2 separate regions of the Cricetulus griseus genome follow, and region 2 is linked to region 1. A link is a contact called in public Hi-C data. All regions are on one chromosome and are shown on one strand. The core of a region is the stretch at or near the end of the contact, and the rest is flanking DNA. Distances in the headings are between cores, read along the strand shown.

Region 1 (5,597 bases), core at 1,144-3,643:
TATCCTCATCTTTCCTGTTACACTCTAGATTTCTGCACCTGGTCTTGCAGCGTGCAGCCAGCTGTTTGTTTCCCTCTGACTTCACTTCACAGGGTACACTGGGGGCTCCTCTCCAGCCTCATTCCCCTAATAGCTCCAGTCTAGCCACCTTGAGATGGTAGACATCCAGCCGTATGCCATGGAGTCTCCTGTGCCCTTTGTGCTGACTACCCCGTCCCTCTCCCTGGAATAATATCCCACACTCATCTGAGTCTTATTCCCTAGAGCTTAGGCAATTTCTACCTGGACCCTTCTTCCCCATGCAGCTCAGGGCTCCCCAGGGTTCTGCAGAACGGCACCAGACAGACCCCTGCTTCTGTCTCATTCAGTCACATCTTTGCTTCCAAGTTTGTCTCTGACAGGCTGTGTGGGGAAGGGATTGTGGATTTTTTTCATCTTTATTATATACATGATGTCTAGCATGTTCCCCGACACACAGAAGGTATTCAGAAAAAAAAATTTATTGAGTGAATGAACAGATATGGCATCATCATTGCCTTCTATGTTAGGTTTAGAATCATAGTTTAGAAAGGCTTATGAAATAGTTCATAAATCTCCTGTTGTTTCCTTAGAGAGGACAGGCACAGTGCTGATGGTTAACACTGGCATGAACGTGTGGCTGACTAATGACTCGAGGACTAACACTGCTGATATCTGCTTCTACTGGCATCACAGTGTCCTCTGCCTACCACAGGCAGGCTTTTTACCCCACTCCCACTCTGACCGTTGTGGGCTTTTAAGTATTCTATTCAGAACTCTTCCTGTCAGTAAACATCACTGTGTAACATGATAGACTATTCTGGCTTCAAGATTAACAACCAGTCGTCCTACAAATACAACTTGGCCTCCATTTTTACAAGTTAGAATCTTGGATTGAACCACAGATTAAAAGTCTCCCAAGGGTGTGTGTGGGGGAGCTGACTGTGTAGACTTCTTTTTCCTGTCAGGATTTCCTCAACAGTATGAGTAGTCACATGTCATTTCTATCCCGGAATGATTTAAAATGTACAGTGAGTGTATGTAGGTTACATATCCATCTTGTGCCATTATATACATGTGATTTAAGCATTTGCAGATTTTTGGTATCTGCAGTGGTCCTGGAATCAGTTCCCCTGAATATTAAGGGACGACTGTATAAATAAAGCCCTAGATGCAAGAAGGGCGTATCTCTTGTCCACATCAGAGCGCACAACCAAACAGCAGGCTTACTGGCTACTGCTTTTCATACTCAGCATCCATCCCTCAGGAGACCACCAGGAAGCCGGCAGCCTCTTCCCAGGATGCAACGCTACTGGACCAAGAAATTTCCACCCCCTTTGCTGAGCCCAGAGAGCAGCAGCAGGCACCAAGTAGTTTAGTTGTTTCTTGCACTATTTCTTCCTCCTCCAAGGACAGTAAGGTTTTGTCAGGCACAAGGGTAGATACAGAATTGACCTGTAGAGTCCATGATATGCTAAGTCTCTCGCCCAGCTCAGCTCTTGAATCTCAGTTTTCACATACGTCAGGTGTATGTATTTGGAAGGATTCGTGGTATAGGTAGGTCATTCCAGGGCCCTTCCTAGTTTTCAGGAAAGTGTAGGAAAGCTGGAGAAGAAGATAGCTTCAGTTGTGTCAGTCCACCTGGGCATACCTACAGAGAGCCTGGGAAGCTAGGCAGCGCGGCTGCCACTCATGAAGCCCGCAGCGGGCCAGTGCCCCGAGCCCTAGAGAAGTACCCAAAGGTTCCTTGACGAGGTGGGGACGCTCAGTGGCCTGAGAACCGTGTGCTGGTCACAAACCTAGCTCCAGACAGGGATCAGTTTGGTCCTAAGGGGCGGGCGGGCGGGCGGGCGCGGTGGTGGAATCAGGAAATTCCTTTTTACTGTAGGCCCTCCCCTCCTCTTTCCAGGGTACGGACTTGTCCCGGCCCAGGTTCCCCCAGAAAGAGAAAACGAAATATTCCTCGGGTTTTCCCTTGCAGGACCGGGGTTTGGAGCTCGCTTGGGACCACAGGAACACCGGTGCGCCCAAGTTCCAGGCCTTCCCGCCGGCAGGGAACTGGGCCAATCCTCGACGACTCGCGCGGCTGCTGAACGCAGTGCTATTTGGTCCCCGAGCTCCGGGAGGCGTCCCCAGGCTCCACTCCCGTTCAGCTTAAGGTGGTGTCACATGAGCTGCGGGGGAGTGGGAACCCAGAGAGTGGGCGGTGGCGTGCGTGCCCAGAGGGGGCCGCCCAGTCCACCTATATGCACAGGGACCCGCCTGACGGATGCCAGGAATTCCCAATGAGAGGCGCTGGGGGGAAGTTTGGGCAACTCGGCCTGGCCAATGGAGAACCTCGGGAGGGCTCTGCCCCTTCTCCCCGCCCCCGCCCGCCTCGGCTCCGGCAGCGCGAGTGTTCACTGAGCACAGTGTGCGTGGAGATTAGGTCGGAGCGCGCGCCCCAGGAAGGCAGTCCGCGAGCTCCAGCCGCCGCCACCATCAGCAGCAGCCTCCGCTAGCAGAGCCGCGGCGGAAGCGGGCGCAGGGGAGCGATCGCGCCCGGCCCCGCCAGCCCAGCCTAGCCCAACCCTGCTGACTCCCTTCCCACACCCGGGCAGCAGCTGCCGTCGCCTGGAGAGAAGGTGGAGGAAAAAAAAAAAATCCAGCCCCTAGCACGCGCGCACCATCATGGACCATTATGATTCCCAGCAGACCAACGACTACATGCAGCCCGAAGAGGACTGGGACCGGGACCTGCTCCTGGATCCGGCCTGGGAGAAGCAGCAGAGGAAGGTTAGCAGCTACCCCCACCCGCCGCATCCCCGAGTCCCAAATCCGCTCTGCCCGCCGCACTCCTGGGCTCCCGACTGGAAACCAGTTCCCGGCGCGCAAGAGCGGAGGCGGGGACAGCGCGGCCACTGCGAGCTGGGGTATTGGGTTACAGGCACCGGGCGGAAGAGGGGAGCAACCCTGCCCTGTAGCCCGCGAACCGCGAGCCCCTGCGCGGGGAGGTGGCCCCGCCGGCGGGCAGGTCGCCTCGGGGCGGGTGGTCCAGGCCACCCCGCTGCTGCCGAAACCATGCCGGCGTGGGCAGGGCGTGGGGGCGGTGCTCAAGAGGCTGGGGCTGAGACTTGGGCTCCATGGCTGCTTACTCGGGATCGATTTTCCCCTTCCTTCCCTTCTTCCTGGCGCCTCCATATGGCGTGCGGTGGCAGCGCTCTTCCTGGGCCGCCCCTGGGGCTCTGTACAGTAGGGGCAAGGTGCCCGGCACTCTGCGTCCCTAGCCGGGTCGGCAGGCATCGGAGCGGGTGCCGGAGGGTTTGGCGGCCGCTTCGGTATCTACCTGGAAGTGGACGTGCTGGAGTGCGGCTGGGGCCGAGAAAATCGGGGGCTGTTCGCGGGCTCCCGGGGCCCTGTGGGGGCGGGGTCAGGACGGTGAACCGTTTTATTGCTTAACTCAGTGAGCTGGTATCTGCAAGCCTTGCATCTGTGTTCTGCTCCACCGGCTCGCTCTTTTCCTGGTGAAACGCGAGTTTGGGTAGCTTGGCTGTAGTTGAAGGGCTCAGGGGTCAGGGACCGTCCCAGGAGATATTTGGGATCGTCCTTTGAGGATCCCTGCTTAGCCACTCGCTGTATCCTAAAAGCCATCAGCGAGGTCCAGGTTTGCTGCCCCGTCTGGGCTGGGGAATTGGTGATGGGTTCTGGCTAGTGGCAGGAAGAGGTCAGAAACCACTCGCGTGTGTGTGTGTGTGTGTGTGTGTGTGTGTGTGTGTGTGTGTGTGTGTGTGTGTGTGTGTGCATTAACCCTGCCGCGGCTTCCTGCCTGCAAAGCGAGCCTTTTCCCTAGGCAGCCACGTACCCCGAACCCCCCCATTCCTGTCCAATCCCTCCCCATTTCATACTCCCCCCCCCCGCCTTCGTGATCTGGGTATGGGGGGGCAGGATGGCGCGTCCCTCTGGATAGTGCGGTTAGGGCTGGGCTTGAGGGAGAATGCTCATGTCCAAAAATGGTAACATTCATTCCCTTTTTTAAACTTAAAAGGGGGGGAGTTTAGAGAGCCGACTGAAGTTTTTTCTTTTTCTTTTTTTTTTTCTCCTTCGGCTAAAGGCATCCTGTATTAGCTCACTCAGGAATCCTAAGCCCTGAAACGGTGCCCTTTTACTCACTTCAGACAAGCAGGGGTAATTTAAACCACACCACAATGGGCTTCCTTAAACAGGCGACCTGGGGCCCTGCCCCTGTCTCTTACAGCAACATGGACTCTTAAGAGAGTCCTTTGGCTTTGAACTGATTCTTTGTAATGTATTGGTAGTTTAAAGACACCGCCCTCTTCCTGTCAGCCCCCTCCCCCTCTCCCGGAGCTGAGGGTCTTTCCCTGCTTCGATCACTTTAGTTTATTTCCTGGGACTGTTGGTGGAGGAGAAAACTGGGTGAGCAATTTGGAGACTCCCAGGGAGGACAAGGGATCCCCCTCCCCTGCTCGTTTCTCTTTCAAAAAAAAAAAGAAACAAAAAGCAAAACAAAACAAAAAAATCCAAAAACTTTCTCAACATGGACAGGAGGGGTGGGATCAGAATGGTGGAAATCTTGGGATCTTCCATGGAGAACAGAAGTCCCTTCCAGGAGTTCAACAGCACCATGGAGCTGTTGAAGAGCCAGGCCCAGTAAGGGCTGTGGGACTCAGTTTCTGGCATCCAGACGCTTGGGCCTATATGTTCACTGAGTATTAAAGAATAAATGGCTGAATGAGCATATTCAGTGAGGTAGGAGAGAAAATGATAGAGTCCCAGAACGCTGACCTTGTGGGAACAAGGGGAATTTGGTCATCTCTGATCATAATGTAATATAGGTAGGTTGATGTTGGCTAATGTGTGCCAAATGGTACCTGTTATATCTCGTAGATCCCAGCAGCTCTGAGCTAGACACATGAGAGGATGAGTAAACCAGGGTAAGAGAGAAGTAGCCTGGGCTGGGTGGGGGCTGGTGTGTGGTGGATTGGGAGGCAGCTGGAGGAGGGATGGGAAGAAAGGATGGAAGAGCTGGCTTCCCCAGTCAGAGGGTTTTGGTGTCTGGGAATCCACATCTGCTTGGGTTGGTAGTGGGAACCTGGCAGAGGGCTCTCTGCTCTTCACTTGGAAAACCTGGTCCGAGGTTGTGGCCCTAGCCATTCATTCTCCGTGTTGCCTTTTGTGAGCTTCAGTTTCCTGGACTGCAGAATTTTAGTCCTGCCTAGTTCTCAGTGGAGTGACAGGGATATACAGAGGGATGTTTCTTAAGGCAAAGCAGCACCTAGTAGATTTTACTATTCTTCCTACTGACCGGAAATGGGGAGGATGTTAAATGGGACCGTTGCTCACAAGCGAGCAGGGCTGAAGGAGGCAGGGGAGAAATGAAGTGTCACGAGCAGTTGGGGGTCAAAGGTCATGGTACAAAAGGCAGAAGACAGCCTGCTTTTAGCCTTGGTGCAGCATGGCTGTTGGTGAGACCGTGGTCAAGTCATTTACTTCTTAGCTCTCTATGTGTGGTGTTTGTGTGGGTATGCCTATGTGGTGGCTAGAGGTTGGTGTCTGTCGTCTTCCTAAGTCACTCTTCACTT
Region 2 (5,597 bases), core at 1,748-4,247, 61 kb after region 1:
CACACAAATTTTTAAAAAGTATTTTTAAAACAAAGATACAAATTTCGAGCTAATGCATGCAGGTTTGTCTCTGAGAAGTAGGAGAATGAGAATCAACTTCTTTTTGATTCCCAGGTGATACCTCCGAACATCTGAGAGGCAAATTATGCTTGTGCCCATTTAAGAAGTGCTTTGGATGAGGGGTGCGAGGGTGGCCCTGGTTCCTGGACAGTTGCACCTCACCTTCATTTTCCTCCCTCTTGATCAGGTGAACGCTTGGCCAAGCCAGAGAGAGGCAAGATGCGAGTGCACAAGATCTCCAACGTCAACAAGGCCCTGGATTTCATAGCCAGCAAAGGAGTCAAGCTGGTGTCCATCGGGGCCGAAGGTGAGGCGTGATACCCCGTGATCAGTGTTTGCTTGGTCCTTTCTGCTCTGACTCCTGTAATGACAGTGCTGTCCTAGGGCCACACCAGGACTTGCCCCTTTCCCATTATTTCACTGTAGTCCTTATGGTGTGCAGTTGTACCCGCAGTGCTGATAACTCAGCTACCCTCCCTGCAGGGGTGCTGTGTGGGTGGGGCAGTGCAGACTGATTTGTGGCTGACAGGGCCCTGGGGAGACACTGCAGTTCTCCAAGAAGCATTCTTCGTAGCGTCATCATCTTCCTGGTTCTTTTGCCATCACTTCAAGACTTTTTTTTATTTCTTTTTTTGAACAAAAAGCCATTGAAGCCATTGGTGTCATACTCTTCACATTTAGAATATAGCAGGGCTTCTGGTGTATGTTGTGCTGGCTTGAAGGAACAGCTAGAATATTCTAACCAGGCCCTCTGATGCCATAACCTATGAACATAGCATGTGTTCTTTGGGGACCTGCAGTGGGATGCCAGGGATTGAAAGACACCATCAAGACACAGCAATGGCTGTGTGTGTGTGTGAGGACTCATTTGTCCTGAGGAAAGCCAGGCTGAAGAATGCTTTAACCTGTGACCCCACAGGGCAGAGTATCTCTAATGCTCACCCCCACTGTAGAAAAACATGCTAACAGGTGACCATGCCGCTTGCTCTGGTCCCATCTTCTGTGAGTGACCAATCTAGAACCCAAGTCTATAGGTGGACTTTTCTTTCCCATCTGCCAATTCCCAAATAACCAACACTCAACATTAATTATAAATGCTCAGCTGATAGCTCAAGCTTATTACTAACTAGCTCTTACAACTTAAATTAACCCATATTTCTTATGAGCTCTACCCCGTGGCTCATGGCTTGTCACCTCATTCCATACACACCCTGCTTCCTCTGTGTCTGGCTGTGACTCCACTGACTCCGCCCTTCTTCCTTCCATCATTCTCATTTTGGCTCTCCCACCTAACCTTATCCTGTTCATCTATTGGCCAGTCAGTTTCTTTATTAGCCAATGAGAGTAATACATATTTACAGTGTACAAAGATTGTTCAAAGCACAGACCCAGTTCTGGGATATTGCTCCCTCTAAATCTGTGAGATCCAATCCTCTGTGGGTAACGAGAAAAGTCGTTTTTTCCTCTAGACACACAAGGGTTTTCTGCGCATCCATCAGCTTTAACAGGGGAAACAAACTGCAGGGTGTCTGGTTGACAAAGGTTTTGGTAAACACTGAACACAAAACCATCTGTCTGCCCATCATCATCTGGTGCCTCTTTGGGTGTCAGCAGTGAAGTTCAGTAGTAGTTGCAAAAATCATGTGGCCAGCGAAGCCAAAACTATTCCTTGGCAGGTCCTGTATTGAGAGCATCAGCTGACCCTTGTCTTACCTATGCGGTTGGTGCTCAAGGTGGTGGCCACACCTCTGGATCCTGGCAACCCTGCAGCTTTGACCGTCTCAAGAGCAGAGGCTATGTTCTCTTAGACCTGTGGCCACAGCTTCTAGCTGCTGATGCTGGGTGTATGTTCAAAGCACATGTGTGTGGCAGGTACTCACTTTGTGGCTGGAAAAGCATTTTTCTGCCTCTTAATAAAAAGAAAAGAACATCTTGTTCTACTAGGGAAGGCTGAAGCCTGGCAGAGTTTTCTCAGGCAGGGGAAGCCAAGAAAAGTGCCACTCAATGGTCTGGCACCAGTTCAGGTCCCCACTAAGGTAAGGGAGGAGAGATTGTGGGAAATGGGCTTGGGTGAGGACTGTAGTGAATTGGAAAGAGCTTTTCCTTCAAAGAAGGCTGGGCTCACATAGATCCGATCAGCTGTTGCTGAGTGGGAATGCAGGGCCATTATGGCAGGTCTAGAAAAAGAGAAGTCAGCAAAAGCAGAATTTAAGAAAGGAAAATTTGGCAAAGGCTAAGCAAAAAGGAAGGGAGAGAGGTGGCAGATGCTTGAGTATGTCTTGAGCTAGCCTGACCCTGACTCAACAGGAAGCATCCCAGGGTTACCTCCTCAGGATAGGCTGGTGACACAGGTTTGACAGGCTGTCTTTTAGGGTGAGGGGTGCCAGGTTCAGAAAAATTGCCAGAGGTAGATTGCAGGTTGCTTTGAAACAGAGGGCACCTGTTCAGGCTCCATGGCTGAGGTCTAACCCTCATCTGTCCTGACGGGCTCCACTGTGTCCCCTGGGGTCCAGGACTGAGAATAATTAATGGGGCTGAGGCAGTGAGGGGCTCCTTAGCTGAGCGCACCCCACTGTCCCTGTCCCTCCTGACCCGAGCACACCCCACAGTCTCTCCTGATCTTAACACTCCATTGCCCCTCCTTTTCTCTGGTGTTAGTTTTGCCTCTTCGATGTGACTTAGAATTCACCGAGTTCTGAGGAAGGGGGAGAGGACCCCAAAAACAATTGTCCCACTCGTGCTTGAAAGGTCCCGGGGGGAGGGAGGGTGCGTCATGGAGTCAGGCAGAGGGGAGGAACACCCCCGTTCCAGGAAAGCTGAACTTGAGTGTCACCGCTTTTATAAACTAAAAAAAAAATTTCCCCTCAGAGTCAGAATGCTGCCCATAAAATTTCATTGTAAGGATTTCTTTCCCCTGAGTCATTAAAGCCTCAGGAATGCAGTGTGGATGGGTCTGTTAATATCTGCTTGAGCAAGGTTGAGCTGTTACCTGGGCCTGCCTTGGGAGTGGCTAAGCACTGATAGTTTCTCCAGGGCTAATGACAGGCCTGTGTGCCTCTGCCCGCCTCTTACACTATTATCAACCTCTCCCTCTCTCCCTCCCTCCTTCCCTTTCTCCTTCCCTCCCTCCCTTCCTCCTTCTTTTCCTTCCTCCTTCCCTCTCTCCCTCCCTCATTCATTCACTCACTCACTCACTCACTCACTCACTCACTCACTCATGGAGGCCTTACTCAGTGCTAGGCCTGTACTGGGCTCTGAGCAGTGATGCAAGACTGTAAAGTCTGATCCTTGTCCATCCAGAAGACAACCAGAAGTACCTATGATATCATGTAGAGAGTAGTGAAGCATCAGTGGGTGGTCAAGGAAGGCTACAGTGAGATGGCCTGCGGGGAGGGGAGGGACAAGCCCAGTGGATATCCCGGGAGAGGGAACAATGAGGATGCCAGAAAGGGTGCAAGGAAGGGCCCAGGAGGCTCAACCAGCCTGAGAGGGCCTTGTGGGCCCCTGGACTCTGGGTGGGGTGGAAAGCCATGGCTTTGAGCAGAAGGGCGGTGGGGCTCTGGGGACTTAAGTCACTCTTTGTCCTTTGAACATAGCTTCCATGATAAATAACTGAACTACAGGGTATTTAGACAGAAACCTTACTCTGCACTGCAGGTCTGGCTGGGGACAGAGATAGGATTTCATTGCCAGAATTGAACAGCTTTGAGATGCTTGCTCCCCATAGCCAGCTTCTTCAGACAGGTTTTTTTTTTTTTTTCTTCCCTTTTTAAAGCCAGTTTATGCTTCTGGTTGCAGTGTAATAATAATGTGTGTGTTTAAATTTGTTTTTAAAGTTTATTAATTTAACATCTGGGAAAATGATACCTAATTTCCTGTTTTGTATTTGTCCATGTCTCTCGCCGGTTTACCTGTGAGAGCTGGGAGTCTGTGCCTATCAATTTGAACTTTTTCAGCGTTAGGGTTGTTAGGATACTGGAGATTATAGATGAAAATACATCTTTAAAAAGATAATCCATTATGAGGTGGGGCTTGTAACCACACACACCTGTAACCCCAGCCAGCATTTGGGAGGTGGATGCAGGAGGATCCACCCGGTCAGCCTGAGTACATGACTCTCACCCATCCCAGCTTTCTCATCCTGATTTTAATGCCTCCCCCGCAGCATTTTCTGCAAACTTCTGGATGAACGTGCTGATCAGGTGCTATCTTTGACTCTCAGCAAGAAGAATTACATTGTGTCTCATGTCCCAAGTGAACACTGGTGTTCCTTTGCCCGGCACACCAATGCAGACCCAGTGCAGTAGTATTGCAGAGGGGAGTAATTGCCTTGGGTACCTTGCTCTTCCCTGAGGGCACCTTGCTGTGGGCCAGTTCACTGTCTGCACACTGGTGAGGATTGAGGAGCTGGAGTTGAACCTCACCTTTCAGCCCACAGAAGACCAAGAGAGCTCCATACTTAGGCTGGTTTACGTCTATTTACTTGTTTACACGTGTATTTTATCTATTCCTCGGGGATACGAGTCCTCAAGGGAAGTTGCTTTTCTCTGTCCTCCCCAGTAATTAATTAATAACCAACCAACCAATCATCACCAGAGCCTGATAAAGAAGAATGGACTTTTGCTTGCTTTTATTTTGTATGCGCTCGCCTACATGTATATCTGTGCGTCGTGTGCTGTGGAGGCCAGAAAAAGGTGTTGGATCCGCTGGAACTAGAATTACAGGTGGTTGTGAACTGCCGCTTGTGGGTGCTGGGAATCAAGCCCAGTTCCTCTAGAGCAGCAGCCACAGCTCTAACTCCTGAGCCATCTCTCCAGCCCCTGATTTATATTTTTATTTCTCTGTTTCTAGACTTGGGGTGTGTGTGTGTGTGTGTGTGTGTGTGTGTGTGTGTGTGTGTGTGTGTAATCAAGAAAGAGAGAGAAAAAGGGAAGGGAACTATAATAGAATTATAGCATATAAGGTCTGAAAAATGTGAGGACTAAATATAGCAGATTATCTGAGCTGTCGTCTTGAATGGGTTTTAAAAACAAAATCTATTTTAATACTCAGGGCATTTTGAGGTTGACCAGTCAGAGGGCTGGTTAACCTGGCAGCTCTTAAAATGGATGTGTGTGACTTTCTCTTGTTCACCCTGGCTCTCTGTGTGAGTGGCTATTTTAAGAGCTGTGATTGGCCACAGACCCCCCAGGTCATCCATTCGTCCCCCACTTAGGACCTCTGTGAGAGCTTAGAAATCTGTCCCATTCTGTCTGTCAGACTGGGTGACTCTGGTTTGGGTAGAGCATCCTTTTCTGGTGAACCCACCCTTCGTGCCCAGAACAGCTTCTCTTCTGGATCTGTCCTGGCCTACTCCACTAACTCACAAACTTGTTATGTGGAGCTGGGCGTGGCCTAGACATGGTGAACTCTGTTCAAGGTGTGTGGGTTTATTCTCCAGCACAAACAGGAGGTGTCTTAGCAATGCTGAGGATTCGTGTCTATCCTGCTGTGACCCACCTAACATGTCCTGACACTGTTTCTATAGAGATTGTGGA

The links. Hi-C and Micro-C count contacts between places; a contact is called where the count stands out from the background.
Region 2: a contact with region 1 is called in a Hi-C map of the CHO-K1 cell line, with 3 times the contacts expected there. The contact joins the enhancer-like site here to the promoter of Actn1 in region 1. A contact is called at or near these places in 5 of 8 Hi-C or Micro-C datasets (the CHK-Q cell line, the CHL-YN cell line, the CHO-K1 cell line and 1 more).

The regions. Positions count from the first base shown.
Region 1 is chr5:123,371,512-123,377,108 of CriGri-PICRH-1.0, forward strand. Actn1 (alpha-actinin-1) reads left to right here and starts at 2,394. Exons shown (of 22, transcript XM_027418397.2): 1 at 2,394-2,793. The coding sequence starts at 2,689.
Region 2 is chr5:123,431,749-123,437,345 of CriGri-PICRH-1.0, forward strand. Actn1 (alpha-actinin-1) reads left to right here. Exons shown (of 22, transcript XM_027418397.2): 3 at 248-367; 4 at 5,588-5,597. Among named protein-coding and RNA genes, the nearest start is that of Actn1, 61 kb to the left of the region's middle. Within about 2 kb of position 2,998, at least 3 of the 6 cell types and tissues checked have open chromatin away from gene starts, as enhancers often do. A contact at or near this core is called in the CHO-K1 cell line and fibroblasts, where this site is marked.